Linked DNA regions of Sus scrofa: region 2 is linked to region 1. A link is a contact called in public HiChIP or PLAC-seq data. All regions are on one chromosome and are shown on one strand. The core of a region is the stretch at or near the end of the contact, and the rest is flanking DNA. Distances in the headings are between cores, read along the strand shown. Region 1 overlaps RBM19 (probable RNA-binding protein 19). Region 2 holds the start of SDSL (serine dehydratase-like).

Region 1 (3,730 bases), core at 823-3,322:
CATTCCTTTCTGGGACTGCCATAAAAGGTTTCTACAAACTTGGTGGCTTAAAACAGTGGAAGTGTGTTCTCCCATAGTCCTGGGGTCTCAAGTCTGGTGTCAAGGTGTCCAAAGGCCAGGCTCCTCTAAAGACTCTTGTGGGGGTGGGGGAGGGTCCTTCCTGTCCTCTTCCAGCATCTGGAGGCTCCAGGTGTCCCTTAGCTCATGGCTGCATCAGTCCCATCTCCACCTCTGCCAACGTGGCCTTCTCTTTCTCTCCATCTCCAGCCCTCCCTCTGCTTTTCTCTTACCCAACGGGTGCTCGTCATTGGATTTAGGGTCCAACCAGATAACACAGGGATCTCACCTCAAGACCCTTCACTCAGGGAGTTCCTGTCATAGCTCAATGGGTTAAGAACCCAACTAGTGTCCATGAGGATGCAGGTTCAATCCCTGGCCTCGCTTAATGGGTTAAGGATCTGGCGTTGCTGTGGCTATAGTGTAGGCTGGCACCTACAGCTCCAATTCAACCCCTCGCCTGTGAACTTCCGTATGCATGGGTATCATGCTAAAAAAAGCAAAAAAAAAAAAAAAAAAAAGATAAGACCCTTCACTAAATGACATTTGCAGAGATCTTTTATATCCAAGCAAGGCCATGTTCACAGGTTCTGGGACTTGGGACGTGGACATATCAGTTGGAGGTCCCCCTTCAACCCACTGCAAGTGCTTCTCCTTATCAGTCAGTGTAACACTTTGTAGACTGTGTCTCATTTATCCTTTTTTTTTTTTTTAAAAAAAAAAAAAAAACAAAAAAAAAACCTACGTATGTACACAGGTTCACACATGCTACCTCTGAGTGTATGTGTGGTGTCAATGGCCCCACTGCACATCCTCTAGGAAGGCTGCCCTGTGTGGTGGATTCTGCTCTCCCTCCCCTCCGCAGTCTGGTTAGAGAAAACGGGATGAAGATGGGTCCAGTGACAGCAGGTGCTCAGGCCTCTGCCCCAAGCCCTGAGCTGCAGCTCAGGCCCCTCTTCCCAGGCATTGGGCAGCACAAAGGGTGCTGCACTCCAGGCACCTGGCCCATCATCCCCAGTTGTGAACTGAGTCCCTCCCCCGCCCCTGTCTCTGCAGTTCCACCATGTCCCCCTGTATCTGGAGTGGGCCCCGATGGGTGTCTTTTCCAGCCCAGCCCCGCAGAAGAAAGAACCCCAAGACACACCGGCAGAACTGACGGAAAAGGACAGGATGGAGCCAGAAACAGGTGAGAGCAGAGGCTGAGGTGTCCTGGGGCAGCAGGTGAGGGAAGGGCAGCACTCAGTTGTCTATCACGCATTCGGTTCAAAGTGCTTCATTCATCCTGAGACTACTGGGTCCCAGTCTCATGGATTTTACAGGCATGTAAAATGTCCTTTAAAAATAGACCATAGGGAGTTCCCGTTGTGGCGCAGCAGTTAACGAATCCAACTAGGAACCATGAGGTTGCGGGTTCGGTCCCTGCCCTTGCTCAGTGGGTTAAGGATCCAGCGTTGCCGTGAGCTGTGGTGTAGGTTGCAGATACGGCTCAGATCCTGCGTTGCTGTGGCTCTGGCGTAGGCCGGTGGCTACAGCTCCGATTGGACCCCTAGCCTGGGAACCTCCATATGCTGTGGGAGCAGCCCAAGAAATAGCAAAAAAAAAAAAAAAAGTAGACCGTAGACATTCCAGTTGTGGCTTAGTAGAATAATGAACCTGACTAGTGTTCATGAGGATGCGGGTTCGTTCAGTCCCTGGCCTCACTCAGTGGGTTGAGGATCCAGTGTTGCCTCGAGCTGTGGTGTAGGTTGCAGGCACAGCTCCAGTTTGACCCCTAGCCTGGGAACTTCTGTATGCTGCAGATATGGCCCTAAAAAGAAAAAAAATGGGGCATAAAAATTATTAGTACAGCATAAGGTGTCCTACTTTTGGACAAACAAAAAACAAAAACTGGAACCTATTATTAGGGGTTCAGAAGAGAACAAGAGAAAACAGCCTTCTTACTCCCTCATCCACCAGGATGGGTGCGCCTGGCTGTTGGAGATGTTTATTCTCCAGGGTCCTGGGGTGGCATAGCGCCCTCTGGTGTCCAATGACTGCAAAGGCAGGAAAGGGAAGGGATGTGGACCCCCCCAGTGATGGATGCTTTACCCTTGAGTGAGGAAGGGTGCTGCTGACACTCAAGGCAGCACAGTTCTTCCTTGTTGGGACTCTTCTACAGTTGTAAGACATTTTGCATCCCTGGACCCTACGCACTGAGTGTCAGGAATGCCCCCTGTAATTGTGGCAGACAGGCAGAGACACACACATATACACTCACTCACACACACACACACACACACAAACACACACACTGTCTCTCCCTCTCTCTCTCTCTCTCTCTCTCTCTCTCTCTCTCTCTCTCTCTCCCTCTCTCCCCCCTCCCCCCCTTCCCCCCCAGATGCCCTCTAGGGGGCAGTGCAGCTCTCAATTGAGAAACATTTAGGGGACTGTGACTGTCCCAGAATTAATAGGCACACGCACATGCACTCCCAGGTGCCCTCTAGGGGGCAGTGCAGCCCTCAGTTGAGAACCACGTGGGAGACCATGATTTTTCCAGGATCAAAGGCCTTTAGAAAAGCTTTGAAAAGGACCTGACAGCCCCTTACCCAGACCCTATGATCTTGCCCATCTGTAGTATCCCCTACCCCATCTCACCATAGGGTTGCCAGTTTGTTAACATAAGGATTTAGAAAATACATCTCCTATATACCCTCTCCATTTTCCTCATTAAAAAAAAAAAAAAAAATGAGTGTCATGGTGGGGGGAGTGGGTGTGGGGAGGCAGGATTTTCAAACTAAAGAACAATCCTTTAGCTGAATAGACCTCACCATCAGTTATGCTCCCTAGGCTGTCTGCAGTTCCTGTAAATCAGTAAAAGCTCCTTCAGGACTGGCCTGGTCACTGCAAGGCATTTGGGAACCACTGGTCTAGAAGCCTTGTTTCTGTCAGGAAGGAAAATTCTTCCTTTTCTACTTTCTGAGGCCCCTGAAAGCCTCCCTAGCCCTTGGGGTTACCGGTCATTGCTATACATCTCTCAAGAGCCCCGCACCAGCCCCTGGTTAGGGGTTATTTTTGTCCACCACTTGGTAGCATTCCCTTCCAATCTGCTCATACTTCCATCAAAAAGACTTCCTTTTATGTAGTCATGGTTTCTCTCAACTAGCCGTCACCCCGAAATAGTCGGGGCCAGGCCCTGCCTCCCAAGGGGCTGGTGTGCAGCATTCTGCCATCACTGACACAAGGGAGACCCAGGGCTGGGGCAGGAGTAAATAGTTGTAGCAAACAGAGCAGGTTTGGGGCCTGGAAGTTGTGTGCGTCTGTGCTGGTCCCCAGCCCTCCTGAGTCCCATGTCGTCAGGCAGATTCCCACAGAGCATGGTTCCCGGGCCTCCTTTTGCCCTTTCTGTTCCTTTTCTTACACGGGTCACAGACACAGTCACCTCCCCAGTCCCTGGGCTGTTCCTTTTAGCCTGCTCCTCCTCCACGCTGCTCCCGAAGCCTCCCCAGCTCCCATCCCCACAGGCGGGGGCCTCAGCCAGCGCCCCCTAGGTCTGGATCTTCTCAGGCTCCGCAGGAAGGCGAGCGGGAGGGGAGTGGACGGAGGGGGGGTGTTCCCCATCCCCCCTTCTCTACAAAGCCCTCCGTTCCCTGTACTGGTCTCGGGGGAGGGGGACAGTGTGTTTTATCTCCCCACA
Region 2 (3,594 bases), core at 17-2,516, 380 kb after region 1:
ACACAGCTATAAATGGTACGGCCAGGTTCAAACTCAGGCAGTGCACTTTGGCATCTGGGCTCTTACCCACCATGCATTCTCTCTCTCTCTTACATTAGCATTATTATTAAATGTGTGAGCATGTAGTATTTAACTGCAGGTTGACCTTAGAAGCCAACTGCTCCGGGCTCCATTCCAGGCTCCCCCAGCCCCCTTGGTTATACCAACTGCCCAGACAAGAACAGCAGGCGTCAGTTAAATGAATGAATCCCAGGTTGCCAGCAGCCTTACCAACGCCCATCAGGGCCAGGCCTCCTAGAGGGAGATCTGGGGACAACTGGAGGCTCTCACCATGTGTGGCTGCCGCTGGGCCTGAGGAGCCCAGGGCCCTGTCTGCTGTGAGAGGCATGGGGCTGGTGCTCAGGTCCCAGTGGGGGCGACCTTGGCCAAGACGCCTTTCCTCCCTGGGCCTCACCTGCTGCATCTATGATTTAAGGTAAAGACCAACTACCTTTTCCACCTCCCTTGTCCCTCAGGCTGTTCCCCAGAGGCCTCCTGGATGACACGCCACAGCCAAATCCCCGGTGCCAGAGTTGGGCAGCCTCAGGCTGCCCAGAATGCTTGGCCCCGCCCCCTCGGGGCAGGATGGGCTCCCCGATCCTCAGGGTCCCGGGCACCCAGCCTTCTCGCCTGTGGCAGACAGGCCCTGGAGCTGAACCCAGATTCCTGGGAGGACCAGGATATTCTCACCCTCTCACTTCCTGTCTACTCATCTGGGACTAGGCCCCAGAAACTTCCAGACTAGCCTCTACACACATTCACATGCGCAAGGAGCCCCAGGGCCCTATTTGGATCTCTGGCCCCCTTACCTTCTTTTCCAGAGGTCCCCAGAGCAGCTCAGCCCCAGCCCACTGCCCACAAGCTTGCCTTAGCACCGCTCTGCCAGCCTCCCGTGGCCCTGGTCCCTCCTCCCAGGTTAAAGGGACAGCTCCCTGCGGGAGGAGAAAGGGAACACAAGCTTCACTGCCTCCCTGTGTGCTTCCAGGATACGTGATTACCTGTTCCCATTTGACAAATGAAGAAACTGAGACCCAGAGAGGGGGACTCACTTGCCCAAGGCCAGCAGCCAGGGAGAGGCACCCTTTACCCCCCACACTGCACCACCTCTGTCGTGACACAGACTCCTCCAAGTCCAGTGCTTGTCCCGAATGCCAAGCTGGTTCCCCTGGACCACTGTCAAGTTCAGCTAAGGTCTGGGAGGAGAAAACAAGGACAAAGAAACTATCATTGGAATACCCTGGTGGCTCAGTGGGTTAAGGATCAGGCAATGTCAGTGTTGTGGTTCTGGTTACTAATGTGGTGTAGGTTCAATCTGTGGCCCAGGAACTTCCTCACAATATAGGGGCAGCCAAAAGAAGGAAACAAACAAACAATTATTTTCTGTCACATGAGAAAGGCATGTTTTTTTCCAAAACACCTCCTTTATCTCTGATTAGTTTGCACCCAACATTGGAAGTCATAAATTGTTTATTATTCAAATGAATCATTCTGACAATTGATTCATTCCTTCAGGAATATTTACTGGACACCTACAAAGCATCAAGCCCAGGGACCTTTAGCCTCAAACAAGACAGCATGTCCCCTGCCCTCAAGAAGCCCCAAGGGACTTTGAAGAGCAGGCATGATCATTGCAGTCGATATTGGCAGGGAGAGGTGTGGGAGGGCTCTGGACACCAAGAGCAGGCCCCTCACTGGCCCCTGGGGGCTGGGAAGGCTTCCTGGGGGAGGAGACTGCGCGGAGCCAGGAATCAGGAGCACAGAGAGCAAAGGTCTGAAACTGAGGAATGTGGGGGTTTCGGGAATGGAGCCGTGTGCAGCGGGACTGGAACAGAGAAGGCAAGGGTGGGACAGCAGAATGCCTGTGCCAATCCAGAGTCTGGGCCTCCCCCAGGGGCACTAGGGAGCCATGGACAGCTTTAGGCAGGGGTATGACGTGACTACAGTCACATCTTGTCTCTTAGCATCTCACTGGGTGAATCTGAGCTGGTCACGTCTATTTGAGGGCCTTCAGTTTCCCTTATGTGAAAGGGGAAGTGGGGTCCAGGAAGCGCCTGGCAGCCCAAATGGTCTGTTCCCTTATTAGCCTATGTGTAACCTCCCCGAGTTTGATGATTAACTCCAGGTCAACTGGGGGTCAAGAAGAACTGCTTGGTCATGATCCTTGACAAGAACTTGGGCAGCTTCATCTTTGTTCTCACATTAAACATACACCATCCATGGATGTCTCTGCTGTGGCACAGTTTCGATCCCTGGCCGGGGAACTTCCACATGCCTGCTACAGGCAAGGCCAAAAAATTAAAAAACAAACATACACCATCCTTGTCAGGTGCCCTGTCCTGGACTGGGCCCTGGGGACACAGAGGTGGTAAAACTCAGTTCATGCCTTGATGTGACCCCCAGCCTGAAGAGGAGAGGCACACACCAATTCAGTGACAACCTAAGACTCCCCCAGGAGGAAAGAGAGCAGAAGGTCCCCCTAGGGCAGCTAGGGGTGGGGTATGACCAAGGAGAGCTTCCTGGAGGAGAAGGGCCTTGGCACACAGCTCATACTTGGACAGGAAGCACAACAGCTGCATTTATTGCATGCCTACTGTATGCCAGCACTTTCGTGTTGACCATCAATTCCCAAAGGTGTTTTAATGGTTGAGTATATATTTCTGTGAATATTAGGATATATATATAACTTCATGGACATCATTGCTTAGGAAGAAGCTAAAGCAGGTATTAAAGTTTAAAAATGGAGTCTTTTTTTAAACAAAAATGAAACCAAAATTTAATTTAAAAAATAAGTATACAAACAGGAAAAATATTTAACAATTAAAGGAGAATACAATAAAAATAATTCCTCATTTAATTTCTGCCTCTTTTTCCTCTCCATGGAGCATTATTAACAATTAGTTAGTTGGAAGTTTTTTTATCACAGTTTCAATTTCAGTACTTGTGATTAGTCTGTCCATCTTTTCTATTTCATCTTGGTTTAGTCTTGGAAGATTGTACCTTTCTAAGAATTTGTCCTTTCTTCTAGGTTTTCTGTTTTATTGGTGTATAGTTGCATATAGTAGTCTCTTATGATCCTTTGTATTTCTGTGATGTCTGTTGTTACTTCTTTTTATTTCTAATTTTATTGATTTGAGTCTTCTCTCTTTTTTTCTTGATAAGTCTGGCTGAGGGTTTATCCATTTTGTTGATCTTTTCAAAGAACCAGCTTTTTATTTCCTTGATCTTTTCTATGGTTTTCTTTGTTTCTATTTCATTGATTTCTGCTCTGATCTTTATGATTTCTTTCCTTCTACTAACTTTAGGTCTTATCTGTTCTTCTCTCTCTAGCTGCTTTAGATGTAAAGTTAGCTTGTTTATTTGAGCTTTTTCTTGTTTCCTGGGGTGGGCTTGTATTGCTATAAACTGTCCTCTTAGAACGGCTTTTGCTGCATCCCATAGGTTTTGGAGTGTCATATCTTTGTTGTTATTTGCTTCTAAGTATTTTTTAATATCCTCTTTGATTTCTTCAGGGATCCATTGGTTGTTTAGTAGCATGTTGTTGAGGCTCCACGTGTT

What was found. HiChIP or PLAC-seq counts read pairs in DNA pulled down with a chosen protein or histone mark.
Region 2: an H3K27ac HiChIP or PLAC-seq map of alveolar macrophages shows a contact between it and region 1. The contact joins the promoter of SDSL here to the enhancer-like site in region 1. A contact is called at or near these places in 1 of 5 promoter capture datasets (fetal liver), 5 of 47 Hi-C or Micro-C datasets (brain, embryonic fibroblasts, epiblast stem cells and 2 more) and 1 of 2 datasets of contacts at active chromatin or transcription factors (alveolar macrophages).

The regions. Positions count from the first base shown.
Region 1 is chr14:38,103,224-38,106,953 of Sscrofa11.1, forward strand. RBM19 (probable RNA-binding protein 19) reads left to right here. Exons shown (of 25, transcript XM_005670677.3): 16 at 1,114-1,243. Among named protein-coding and RNA genes, the nearest start is that of RBM19, 23 kb to the left of the region's middle. Within about 2 kb of position 2,073, at least 7 of the 83 cell types and tissues checked have an H3K27ac peak or open chromatin away from gene starts, as enhancers often do. A contact at or near this core is called in alveolar macrophages and fetal liver, where this site is marked.
Region 2 is chr14:38,483,193-38,486,786 of Sscrofa11.1, forward strand. SDSL (serine dehydratase-like) reads right to left here and starts at 1,267. Exons shown (of 9, transcript XM_005670678.3): 1 at 849-1,267.